Regions from separate parts of the Sus scrofa genome. Here region 2 is linked to region 1. A link is a contact called in public HiChIP or PLAC-seq data. All regions are on one chromosome and are shown on one strand. Each heading gives the region's core, a stretch centred on a gene start, on an enhancer-like site or on the middle of the called end of the contact. The rest is flanking DNA. Distances are from core to core; before and after follow the strand shown.

Region 1 (6,401 bases), core at 1,537-4,036:
AACGCCAGATCTGAGCCACGTCTGTGACCTATACCACAGCTCATGAGAACACCGGATCCTTAACCCACTGAGCAAGGCCAGGGATCAAACCCACAACCTCATGGTTCCCAGTCGGAGTCATTTCCACTGCGCCATGACGGGAACTTCTTCTCTTCCTGACTTCTTGATTTCGGCCTCTGGAGCAGAGGATGTCCCTGTCACATGGGCAGGGAACCTCCCAGTCATTTGACTGGGCCCTCTTCTTCCCTGGGCAGAGCCATTAGCTGCCAAGTCCTTCCTGAGTTATGTCTTTATCATCTATTCAAGCTTAACTCCCCCTCTTGGCTTCTAGAAAGTGTATCTCCTACAGCTGAGCCCAGAGCATGTCTGGGATCTCAGCAACTTCTCATTGAGTGGAGAAGAAGCAGGCAGGATGTTATAATGGACTGGAAGTTAGGAGACCTGGGTTCTTGACCTTAAGTGAGTCCTTTTTCTCTCGGAGCCTCAGTTTCCCCATTTGGAACATCATCAGGCTGGACCCAAGGATCTCTAGGCACCCTTCCTTCTTACATCTGCCAGCTATTTATCTAGAAAACACTTGTTGAAATGTCCTAGTTCTGGGAATAATGAACCCACCTGGGTTTTTCTCATTCTTGTGTTGACCGAGTTATAATTCTCATCGGCTTCCTCCTTCTGGGGCTCTATGGCTGTGGGAAGATATAAGGGTATTGGCAGAGGAAAGGGTTTGACCTGTGGCTTCTGAAATTCATTTGGGGACTTAGGACCCCAGCTGCCTGGCCATACAATAGAGAGCTGTTAATCTCCATAGGATGTTTTGGGGGAAATAGAATTGATCATAAAATGATATTCTGAGGCTCTGACAGGTGAAAGTATACTTTCCTTTGCAAATAAGTATACCAGAGAATTCCCACAGGTATGCAAAGGCCTCCGAACAAAACTGTCATCTGTTTGCACCAAGGATGCACCCTAGGCAGGAGGAATTGTAGGAGCACAATTGATCCTAGCACAGCATGGGTTTGAACTGTGTGGATCCACTTACACCTGGATTTTTAGAAAATAAATGCAGAATACACCACTGCACATTCCACGTTTTGGTGAATCCACCCACGAAGAACCTGGGATATGGTGGGCGGACCATGAATTGTTTGCAGATTATGACTGGGGGCGGGCCAGTGGCCACACTAATCTCCACCTTGGTCAAGGGTCAAATGTAAATGGTTTCATTGTAAATAAGGGAACCTGAGAGGCAGGCCTGCGCTGTGGAAAGAACTTTGGACTGGAAGCCAGGAGATGGAGATTCGAGACACAGGCCTGCTGTGTGGTCTGGTTATATATCACTGGCCTCTCTGGGTCACACACTCGCGGATATATCAGGCATTGGGCAGGATCAGAGCAAAGTATCTATCTGAGTTCCTAGACGCTCACCCTTGAGCTCTGCGCGGATGTCCCTCCCCAGCTGTTTGATCTCGTCACGCAGGTTCTGCAGGTCCTGCTTCATGCCTGAACAAGAAAAAGCCATGATGCCCAAAGCACGGCCCCTACCTCAACAAATCTCCCTGGCCACCACCTGCATGGAACTACCATCCCCACAATCCCTCTGACTGAGCATGCGTTCTGCACTCGCGATTTCACTCACTTTCCTCGGGAAGGGGCGTGGCCAGGATGGTGACCTGCTGCTTCTCCAACTCTCGGACCTTATTCTCCAGCTTGACAATAGTCTGCCGAATTGTCCGGACCTGGGGAGGATGACCGAGAGGGCTGAAGCAGATATGGGAGTCCTCCAGACCGCTCTGCACCTCGGGTCATCCAGCCCCCTCGTGAATCCAGACCGAGACCCCAGCCTCTTACCTTCTGGAAGAACTCATCGTCTGGGCTGCCCAGCCGTGCCGTGCCCGGGTGTACCACCAGCGCGACCCTCTCCTTGTCCTCATCGTCAGAGCTGTCATCTCCCTGACAGGGCCGGGGTCATTGGCATCACTTCCTTGCTGTTGCTTTCGCCCCGCGGGATTCACGGGCTTCCGGGTCTTCCAATCCCACAGCTACCCCTCCCTGCCCTGCCCCGAAGACCAGGAGTCCTGCATTCCAACTAGACCCTACCCCGTCCTCCTGTCCCAACCCCGCTGCGCCGGACTTCTCACCTGTCTCAGTTCGTGGGTCCTGTCCCGCATGGCGGCCCGAGCTCCCTCTCCCCGGCGCGGGAGCCCAGAGGGCCTCGAGATTCTAAGTTTGGAACTCCTGTACCCCACTCACTCTCTTGACACTTCTCTCTGCCCTCACCCTGTGGACCCCTAACCGCCCCCCACGAGCCGCCAGAGGCTCTATCCCTGACACCATCCACCGTCGAGGACAAGGAGCCGACCTCGGGGACCCCCAAGTTTCCACAGGTTGGAACTCCCTTTTCTTACCCCCCTCCCGCTCCCGTAGCTTCAGCCCCGCCCCCTCTGGGATGACTGGAGCATGCGCACCGCACCGCGTCCCTTCCCCGCCCGAGGGAAAGGCGGAGGTCGGAAGCGCCAGCTCCCCGAACGGAAGCAAAATTGCCAGGACGTGAGAACCCGCCCCCTTTGCCGGAACTATCGCATCTTCCAACGGAAATCTAGTTGCCAAAAGAGGTGGAAATGCGTCATTGGTACGTAATCTAGGGACCCAGCATCTCACATCACCCCATGGCGCCCCCCCCGCGTCACGTGACTGGCCCGGTCCCAGCCTCTTGGACCTTAGAACGTGATGCTCTGACTGTCACGTGTCTCCACTCTGTCAACTCGGTCTCCGGGACACCTAGCTCCCCACGACGTCCTCGGCACCCTGGCTCCCACAAGTCGGGAGGGGGCGCCGACTACCCCCAGACATCTTTTGAGACAGAGGGTGGTAGGACCCTGGCTGAATTCGGCTTTATTCCTTTTGGGTTCCGGGGGTGTGGGCAGATTGACGACTTAGAATTTGGGGCTGTCCACATCATGAGACCTTGAAATTCGGAAAAGAATAAGATCCGGCGTCAGAGAGTTGCAGGGTTTGTAGGCAGAGTATCTGGGGGTGGGAAGTGACCTCACCCGAGGCGGAAAGCTCTTCTCCCGCATACTCCTGGCACAGCTTCTGACAGGTGGGCGGCTGGCGCCCGGCTTGAACACTGCAGTCCCGCCGCACTCACCACCTTCTGAGCAGTGAGACCATTTCAGGACAGCTCAGGCTGAGAAAAGAGTCCATTATGTTGAGCAGCATATCACCTACACCCCTTCGCCCCCACCTTGCACCAGGGTTTACCCTCTGAAGGACACAAAAAAGAAACAATTCCGCATTACTGTGACCTGTGATTGCTTGAGGTGAAGGCGTGATTGTGTGGTTCTCACCCGAATCCCAACACCTAGTGGGCCCTCAGTAAATATTTGTGGACAGAACTTTAGCCTTTCCTATGTCTGAAGATGACGCGTGTGGTTCCCTAGTCCTCTCTTTTAGGCTTCAGGCTTTCATCGTGACACTTCCCAAAACCTGACCCTCTAGAGGTTCATTCATTCAGTGGATATTCATTAGGCACTTATTATGAGCAGAATGCTCTTCTAGGGCCAGAATTACATCCCGGCCCAACAGAGAAGAATGACTTATGCTTTTTGAAATCTACATTCTGTAGGAGGAGGCCCCAAGGCCACTGGGTCTCCCCATAGCCAGGATGGCTAGGACTGATCTAAGACTCCTGGATCCCAGGGCTCTCCCCGAGGAACTTATATGAAGGTCAAGCAAAGGAAGGAAAGGCCCTTCTCTACTAAGCCCCGATAAGGAAACCTAGATTTCTGTGACTGAGTTGCTGTGGACTTCTGGAAAATCTGGCAACTCCAGATTCTTAACCCACTCCTCTGGGCTGGGGATCATACCTGCATCGAGCTCGCCAGGGACACCATCGGTCCTGTTGTGCCACAGCAGGAACTCCTGGAAAGTCACTTTTTTTTTTTTTGTCTTTTGTCCTTTTTAGGGCCACACCCCAAACATATGGAAGTTCCCGGGTTAGGGGTCTAATCAGAGCTGTAGCCACTGGCCTACGCCAGAGCCACAGCAATGACAGATCCGAGCCGCATCTGTGATCTTCACCACAGTTCACAGAAATGCCGGATCCTTAACCCACTGAGCGAGGCCAGGGATGGAACCCACAACCTCACGGTTCCTGGTGGAATTCGTTTCCACTGAGCCACGACAGGAACTCCTGGAAAGTCACTTCCTATCTCTGGGCCTTAGTCTTCCATCTCTACAATGGGTGGCAGTGGCGGGGTGGGGGGAGAGCTAGTCTTTATGGGCATTCCCTGCGCTGAAGTTCAGTGACAGAGGTTAGAAATTGTCAAAAGTGCTAGCTGTCTCATTCTATGTAAAAGGCTTTGATCCTTCTCCTCTTCCCTTTAGAATCCAGCTCACCCAGGGTTGGGAATGAAGAAGTGAAGACAGTGCTACCCTGATCAACCGAGGGAAGAAGGAGGGTTCAGGAGGCCAAACCCTGCCCGTGGAGTTCCCCGGAACTCATGAGGAAGAGCAGGTCTGCTCTTGGGTCTTTCCCATCAGCCTCTGCCTCCCTGCCCCTCCTCCCTGGCACCCCTCTGGCCCTGTCTCTGCGTGGTACACTGGAAGGGCTTTCGGACATCTAACTCCTAGTTCAGTGTGCGATCTTGAGTCATTTATTGCCCCTCTCTGGAACTTATCTCCATTGACAACTTGATCTGGTCATTTCTGTCTTGCCTAAGCTAAGAGTTGAGCAATATCAGGGGAGTTAGGAAGTACATGAAAGGTTCTTATAAACTGGTAAGGGTTCTTCCCTCTGCAGGCTTTTATTACTATGAGTTCCAGGTCTCTCTGGGCCCACCAGTCCCACCTACCTCTCTCCGCCTTATGGTGTGGATTTGTTGGTGCCTTTGTTAAATTTCCCAGGATTATGATGGTCGTCCTTTCATTTGTGGTCTCTTCTGGGTGGGACCGCAGGGCTTTGGGACGGTGACTTGAGGCCGTCAGAGGCTGGGCTCAAAGCCTCGGGGAGTGGTGTGTGGAGGAGATGAGGAGCAGGGGCCATCCAGGAAGAATGGTTCTGGGAATGGAGCTTTCCAGAACTGAGCCTTTCTCTCTGTTTCATGGTCCTTTTTGACTCCTCTCAGGTCCTCTGAGCAGCCTTGAAGTGTGCATTAAGAATATTGGTCCTTGGAGTTCCCGGCATGGCGCAGTGAAAACAAATCCAACTAGGAACCGTGAGGTTGTGGGTTCCATCCCTGGCATCTCTAAGGTTCCAGTGTTGCCATGAGCTGTGGTGTAGGTCTCAGATGAGGCTCGGATCTGGAATTGCTGTGGCTGTGGTGTAGGCCAGCAGCTACAGCTCTGATTCGACCCCTAGCCTGGGAACCTCCATATGCCACTAGTGTGGCCCTAAAAAGACAAAAAGACAAAAAAAAAAAAAAAAAAGAATATTGGGCCTTGAACGTGTGGGTGTTGGGGGGTATTTTCCTTTCAGTTTATGTGAAAGTCACACTTTACTTGATTTTTTTTTTTTTTTTTTTTTTTTTTGCTTTTTAGGGCCACACCTTCTGCATATGGAAGTTCCCAGGTGTTGACTCGGAGCTGTACCTGCCGGCCACAGCCACAGCCACAGCAATTCAGGATCCAAGCCATTCCTGTGACCTATACCACAGCTCACAGCAACATCGGATCCTTAACCCCCTGAGCTAGGCCAGGGATTGAACCCGCATCCTCATGGATACTAATCGGGATCTTAACCCACTAAGCCACAACAGGAACTCACACTCTACTTGATTTTGGCACTCGGCAGCTTGTCCTGCCCCCTCCTTTGGCAGGTCCCCTTCCTACCAACACTGGGGCTGGATGACCTGTGCAGGAATTGCAGCTCATTCACCTGCCATAAAACTCTGTGAGGCCAAATACTTAACCTCTCTATGCCTCAGTTTCCTCGTGTAAAAAATGGGAACCACAATAGTACCGATCTCATAGGGTTGCTGTAAGGATTCAGTGAGATGATATGTCTAAGGTAAAAAGAACAGTGTCCAGTACTGAATACATGCTATTTAAGTGTTGTGCTCTTATATAACGATGATGGTGGCTGTCACTCTGAGGATGTCAACAGCCCTAGTGTCTCTGCCTGGGATTCCATGTTGCTGCTCTGGTAGGTCCGAAAAGTGTCTGAAAGTCAACGTGTCCCAAACAAGGTTCATTGCCTCCCCGGATCTGGGAGAGGGATTATCATTGTTACCACATCACATGTGCCCGTGTCTGTCCTTAGAGGAACAGCCAGATTTCAGTCGCGCATCTTTGACACATTCATTCATTTAAATATTTATTGAGCACCTACTGTGTGCCAGATGCCATAATGCCACTGGAGAACCAGCAATGGACAAAACAAGGCCTTGAAAACCCAAAGAGGC
Region 2 (6,401 bases), core at 2,369-4,868, 59 kb after region 1:
AAAGACAGCTCAAGGTGAAACCACGGTGCTGAGCTCTGGAGCCCCTTTGGAGACCCATGTGCCAAAGAGCTGGGTTCTAGTTGCCCACTTGAAAGAAGGTAGGTTACAGGTATGAGAGTTCCTCCTACGTCTGAACAGAGGTGCCGAACAGAGGTAACAGAGGGGAACGGGGCCTGAGTTCTCTAGACGGCAAAGAAAAGGCCTGGGCACTCACGTTGACACTGAAGTGAATTCCATCATAGCGGTACACCTTTTGAGAAGGCCTGCGCAAGGCAGGGTCCAAGGCAGGATCCACGATGAGCTTGTAGTTCCGCCACTGGAAGCTCGGGGCCTTCTGCCCATCTCCCCCACCTTCCTGATCCATCTTTGCTCATTTACACTGTTAGGAAAGAGGGATACGCAAGGGGACTCAGGACTTAGGCCTGACTGCCTTGCTGCCCCTCACGGACTAGCCCCGACTCCAGGTTCTCTCATTACCCCAGTTTCCACACCTCACCAGGACCCGTGGCTCCCCCAGATCTCCCCCCCGGGTACCTTCTTTCACCACAACACCCCATTCTCTATCCACCTCCCAACTCTCCCCTTAGGCCCCCAGGCCCCTCTCGCGCCCCCTTACCTTCCCGCTCTCCCTAGCGCGCGCCCCACTTGGCCTCCGCGCAAGACCCCTCCCCCGCCCCCTGGCAGGCCCCGCCCCCTCCCGCCTCCTCACCGGCCAGCGGCCCGGGCCAAGCCCGGCTCCCGCTCCCACACACCCGCTCCCGTCCCCGCGCCCCAATCCTCTGGCCAAGAGGTGGCACCTCTTCGGGGCGTTGGAAACACCGCGAGACCGAGCCCGAGACCCGGCTTCGGCCCCGAATCCCGGCGGGGGGGTGGGGGGAACGCGCGCCGCTGCCCTCTCCTCCCGCCCCGGCGCGTTCTGCCCCCCCCATCTCCGCGCACGCGCGGCGCGGCCCCACTCACCCGCTCGCGGCGAGCGGCTCCCCCTCCCCCACCCCGCGCGGCACCTCAGCGGCGCGAGGCGGCGGCGGCGGCGGCGGCGACAGCGCGAGACCCGGCCCCGCAGCGGTGGCGGCGGCGGCGCCCCCCCACCACCACCTCCCCGGCGCGCGCACCAAACACCACCGCCACCTGCGCGAGGCCCAGCGGGCACAGCGTCTACATTCGCACTTTCGCCACGGGCGCTGCCGGGAGACCCAAGGGGCCGAGGATAGCGGCTTCGCCTCGGCCGGCGCCCTGTGAGGCTCGAGAGTTGTGGCCCAGGGAGCGTGGAAAGTGGCCGCATCCCCCGGAGAGTGGGCTTCACCACAACTATCCAGCTGCTCTGGCTTCGGGTCCTTGACGAATCGGCGGCGACGAAAGCAGCGACTAATCCCTGAGGAAAAGGGGGCGGGGCGGAGGGGAGGCGGCCAGCCAGAGCTGGGGAGATTTGAGTGGCGCGTTGAACAAGCGCAGATTCGTCAGGCGGGCGGGGCGAATCGGTAGACGGGATGCGCGCTCCTTTTGCTCCTCTTTCCTGCCCCTTCCTCACGCGGCCGAAGGTCTAAGAGGCTGCAGATTCGCCACAGGTCCTGGCCTCAGCTGTTGCCTCCCTTCACCGCCTTGATGGAGCCAAGAAAATAATGCCTCGATAGCCAAGCCCTGTTGGCAGAGTCGGCCACTTTCCGTGGACCTTTCTTACTAGCACAACTCAGAGGACTGCTCACTTCCGACCGGGGGTAATGGCTACGGAGTCCGAGGAGAATTTTCGGCCGAATATAGAGGAGTAATTCTGAGGAGGAGCTGGCCTAGCGAATCTGCGAATTCTTTCGTGGGCGGGGCCAGGGCGCTGCGCGCAGAGGGCGTGGTTAGAGCGTGCGGAGCCCGGCGTCGCGGGGGCGCTTCCTGTAGGACCCTCCGAAACCGGGGCGGGTTGGGAGGGGCACCCCGGAGGTGGAAAAATACTACCAACTACAGTGACTCAGACTGTTTGGCGCCGCGCATAATGCAGAGAGCAGATTCCTCCCGTTATCTTTTCTGGGCCTCTGCCTGTTTAAGCTACCCATTTGACAGATGGGGACACTGAGGCCTGCAGAGGGTGCTGCGTTTTGCCCACAGTGGCCCACCGTTAGTGCTTAAATCTTAGCCTGTCTCAAAGTTATGTGATAACCCTGGTAGGTCCTGAAGGACCTTGAGCCAGTCCTGTAAAAAATGATAAACTAGGTCGTACTTGAGCTAGGATGGGCTGGTTGATTCCCCAGGCTTCATGGTCCCAGCGCCTGCCGTTTTCAGCTGCGCAATCCTCGGCCCTCCCTGGGTTACGCAGTACCGCCGCTCGAGGGCAGCACTAGTCCAGGCTTAAACCTGGGACCCTCCGACTGAGGTCGCCCTGATGCTTTTTCTCAGGCTAGGACGCTGGCATCCTGGTCTCTGGGTGGTAATGGCACTCGCAGGTAGCCCTTGTACTTGAGCCAAGGATCCCCTAGGTTCCGGATATGTGTGTATGAGTCCCTCGATGTATGACCTTGGCCAAGTCACTGACCTCTTAAGGCTTCAGATTCTTTCTCTGAAAATGGATGTTGATTACTGTCATGCAAGACGACTGTAGGTGTTAAAACTGCAGGAGGGGCCCTCGAGGCCTGGTTCATACAAATTCACAATTTTTTTTTCCTCTGGCCAGGGATCAAACTTTGGCAGAGCAGTGACAAGGTGGGATTTTTTTTTACCTCTAGGCCATTGGGGAGCTCCCAAATTTACAAATTTAAGTAATAGCAATAGAGTAATAGGTCCGAGGTCTCACACCAAAAGAATCCTAAGAAAGGATTAGGATCCTTCACAATTTTGAAAAGTTGAAAAAATTAATTTACAGTAGAGGGTAGGCTATGAGATCAGGTTCCTTTCTGTCCCAGTTGAAAGATATTGGTTCCTTTTCTCAAACAAAAGATTCCCTGCATGGTGATAAAGGTAGTCCTAGTTTATAATGACTAAGTGGCTTAGGGCAAGAGCCTCAGTCTTCTTAAAGGAGTTCCTAGCTAATTTATCTCTGAAATGGTAATGACAAAGACCTTTCTCTTGAGGTGATTGTAAATAAACGGATTAAATAAGATTACCTTGAAAGAAAGAAAGAAAAAGAAAAGGAAAAACATTACCTAGGAGAAGCCCCTAGTATGTAGTAGTCACTCAAGAAAAGTAATTTAACACTACAAGGAACATATTAAATCCTCAGTGGAAGAGTTGGAGACCCTGGGCTCAGGAACCACAGTGCAAAAGCCTTTAGCTTTAGAATAACTCGGTCTCAGGAGTCCCCCCTTGTGGTGCAGCAGAAATGAATCTGACTAGGAACCATGGGGTTTCCAGTTTGATCCCTGGCCTCACGCAGTGGGTTAAGGATCTGGCGTTGGCGTGCTCTGTGGTGTAGGTCACAGACGCGGCTTGGATCCCATGTTGCTGTGGCTGTGGTATAGGCCAGGAGCTGTGGCTCCGATTCGTCACCTAGCCTGGGAACCTCCATGTACTGAAGGTGTGGCCCTAAAAAAGCAAAAAAAAAAAAAAAAAAAAAAAAAAAAAAAAAAAAAAAAAAAGGAATAACTCAGTCTCCACATTCAGAAGTCACTGGCCCCTGTCAGCACCAGAAAGGGGTCATACCTAGAACCCACTCCCCTCTACTCCCACCCTGCTCTGCCCTCAGTGACACTTGCCTCTTGACTCTTAAGAACAAGTCACCAGTTCCCAAGGAGGCCTCCCCTTCCCCCCATTCACAGCCAGAAGGTCATGTGTGAAACAATTTATTATACAAAATCAGGTGCATCAAAAATTCAGTGTCAGAATAGTTCTGTATTCCAAGGGCTGGAATGGACCGTCTCCTTTACATGCCAACCCAACCCTTGCTAGGGAGTCAGGCTGGGCACACCAACACCCATCCCTGGGCCAGGAGAGTGAGAACCAGATATAAAAGCATAAGTGTGGGTCTAGAGCAGTGGAGCGGGCACTTGAACCTCCTCCAAATAGGGAGGCTCCCCCTTGGAAAGGCTGGACCTATGCCTGGGGTAGAAACATTCAAATCCCTCTCTGAAGCAACCAAAGTGAGAGTGGGCAACCCATCAAAATCTAAGGATGGGGAGTTCCTGCTCTGGTGCAACGAGATCAGTGGCATCTTGGGAGCCCTGGGATGTAGGTTCAAATCCCGGCCCCACACAGTGAGTTAAGGATTTGGCATTGGTGCAGCTGCAGCTTAGGTATCGGCTAAGGCTTGGATCTGATCCCTCGTCTGGGAACTCCCTATGTCCTGGGGCGACCAAAAAGGAAAAAAAATTAAGGGAAAAAAAATCTGAGGATGGGGAAAACCTCTTCTACCCTGCAACCCCCCAGATGCCAGCCATAAAACAAATTCTACAGAAGCGAAGCAAGGATTGGCTGCCTTCTGGGGCAGCTAGGTGGGCGTGTAACCCTCCAACCGACCTCCACATTCTGTGTAGAGGCAAGTGGCTAAGGGTCGGCACCAAAGGTCTGACCAGGATCTCCCTGCTTCCCCTCTACCTACAGCATCAGCCTTGGACTGAGGACCTTCCTCTTCCTTTGCTCCTCCCAGCCCAAGTGCACAGTAGAGCTTACAAAACCCATGGGACAGAGTGACAGGGAGAATCCCTGGGAATGTGGGAGCCACCCCAAGGCCCAGCCCAAAGGGCCCTGAGGGCAGAAATCTGTTCTCTACCTGAGTGGCCACAGGAAGTAGCTCCAGGCAGGGGCAGGGAATGGGGTCTGTAGACCTGAGGCCTCAGTCAGACCCCTGAAGGAGGCAGTGCTTGCAGTGTGGCTAACACCAGCCTTACACAGCCTGCAGCTCCCCCTGCAGGCGACTCAGCTCCTCTAGCTCTTGCTTGTGGCGGTCTGTCTTGTGTGCCACCAAGGAGCGGTAGAAATGCAGGGCAAAGACCACAAATACAAGCCCTACAGGTACCATGATTGCCGTGGAGGCCATGGCTGCTTGCCAGCCTGGTCCATGGCCCCCCCCACCACCACCACCGCCACACACTTGCCGAGGTGGGCAGGCCTCAGGTGGCTCAGCCTGTGACGGGGCTACAGATGCAGAGGATGGCTTGGAAGCTGGACTAAGGGCGGTGGCCACTGGTGGCAGAGTCCCAGGCACCTGGGAGGCAGGTACCATGGGGGCTGATGTGCCCGAGGGGGCCCCGATGGGCACAAACTTGACCCAGCCAACCAGGACAACTTCAGCAAGGAAGAGGAAGGTGCCCAAGGCAGTGGAGAAGCCCCAGGCCAGCTCCACATAGCGGTGGAGTCGCTGGTGTGGAGACTGGTGGACAGAGTTGAGGTTGTGGATGTTGCTAACGGCTTCAATATGAGGCAGCAGACACGTGGAGACCATGAGTGCAAAGAGGTGCACAGCCACCAGCACCGTGGTGCAGGCACTAAAGGCCACCAGCAGGCCCGGCGGGTATTCGTATTTGCTCTCCAGCTGTACCTCTACCATGGCCACCTGTGGGGACAAGAGGGGATGGGTTGAGTGCTCATAACCTCAACAGTAGAGGGGTTTTTTGCCTGTTGTCATTCATCACTGACGCATCCCTAAGACCTGGAACAGTGCTTGGCAGAAAGAAGGCATGCAGTCTGTTGAGGGAATGAATGGGCAGCCTTGGCAAGACTCTGTCCTATTCCAGACCTCGGTTTCCCCACTCGGCTATCAGGAGGGCTGGATGCCATGTTCCTGACAAATCTTGTTATAACATGGGAGTTAAAAAGCACGAGTTCTCGTCGTGGCTCAGTGGTTAACGAACCACTGAGGACCCATGAGGACGCAGGTTCAACCCTGGCCTTGCTCAGTGGGTTAAGGATCTGGCGTTGCCCTGAGCTATGGTGTAGGTAGCAGACGCAGCTCGGATCCCGAGTTGCTGTGGCTGTGGTATAGGCTGGTGGCTACAGCTCTTATTTGACTCCTAGCCTGGGAACCTTCATATGCCGCGGATGTGGCCCTGGCAAAGACAAAAAAAAAAAAAAAAAAAAAAAAGCACAGATTCTGGAGTGGGGCTGCCTGAGTTCGTTTTCAGCACCACAAACTGTGTAATCTCAATCTCTCTTTCTTTCTATTTTTTTTTTTCGGTCTGCACCTGCGGCATATGGAAGTTCCTGGGCTGGGGTCGAATTGGAGCTGCACCTGCCAGCCTACACCACAGCCACGACAACTCCAGATCTGAGCCGCATTTACAACCTATACCATAGCTCACAGCAATGCTGTATCCTTAACCCAATGAGCGAGGCCAGGGATTGAACCCACATCCTCACAGAGACGTCAGGTTCTTAACCTGCCAAGCTGCAACGGAAATTCCCAATCCGTGTAATCTTGAGCAAGTAGTTTAGTTCTCTCTGTGCCTCAATGTCCTCATCTGGAGGAGAGAATGATAATAGCACCT

What was found. HiChIP or PLAC-seq counts read pairs in DNA pulled down with a chosen protein or histone mark.
Region 2: an H3K27ac HiChIP or PLAC-seq map of alveolar macrophages shows a contact between it and region 1. The contact joins the promoter of SETD1A here to the promoter of STX4 in region 1. A contact is called at or near these places in 2 of 47 Hi-C or Micro-C datasets (liver and subcutaneous adipose tissue) and 2 of 2 datasets of contacts at active chromatin or transcription factors (alveolar macrophages and skeletal muscle).

What each region holds. Positions count from the first base shown.
Region 1 is chr3:17,428,591-17,434,991 of Sscrofa11.1, forward strand. It overlaps STX4 (syntaxin-4), which reads right to left and starts at 2,787. Exons shown (of 11, transcript XM_021086404.1): 1 at 2,139-2,787; 2 at 1,849-1,950; 3 at 1,637-1,736; 4 at 1,426-1,500; 5 at 616-686. The coding sequence starts at 2,168. LOC102167315 (a long non-coding RNA gene) reads left to right here and starts at 2,491. Exons shown (of 3, transcript XR_001303274.2): 1 at 2,491-2,629; 2 at 4,387-4,516.
Region 2 is chr3:17,486,779-17,493,179 of Sscrofa11.1, forward strand. It overlaps SETD1A (histone-lysine N-methyltransferase SETD1A), which reads right to left and starts at 3,619. Exons shown (of 21, transcript XM_021086406.1): 1 at 1,168-3,619; 2 at 215-379. The coding sequence starts at 364. It overlaps ORAI3 (protein orai-3), which reads right to left. Exons shown (of 2, transcript XM_003481021.4): 2 at 3,746-5,470. The coding sequence ends at 4,802.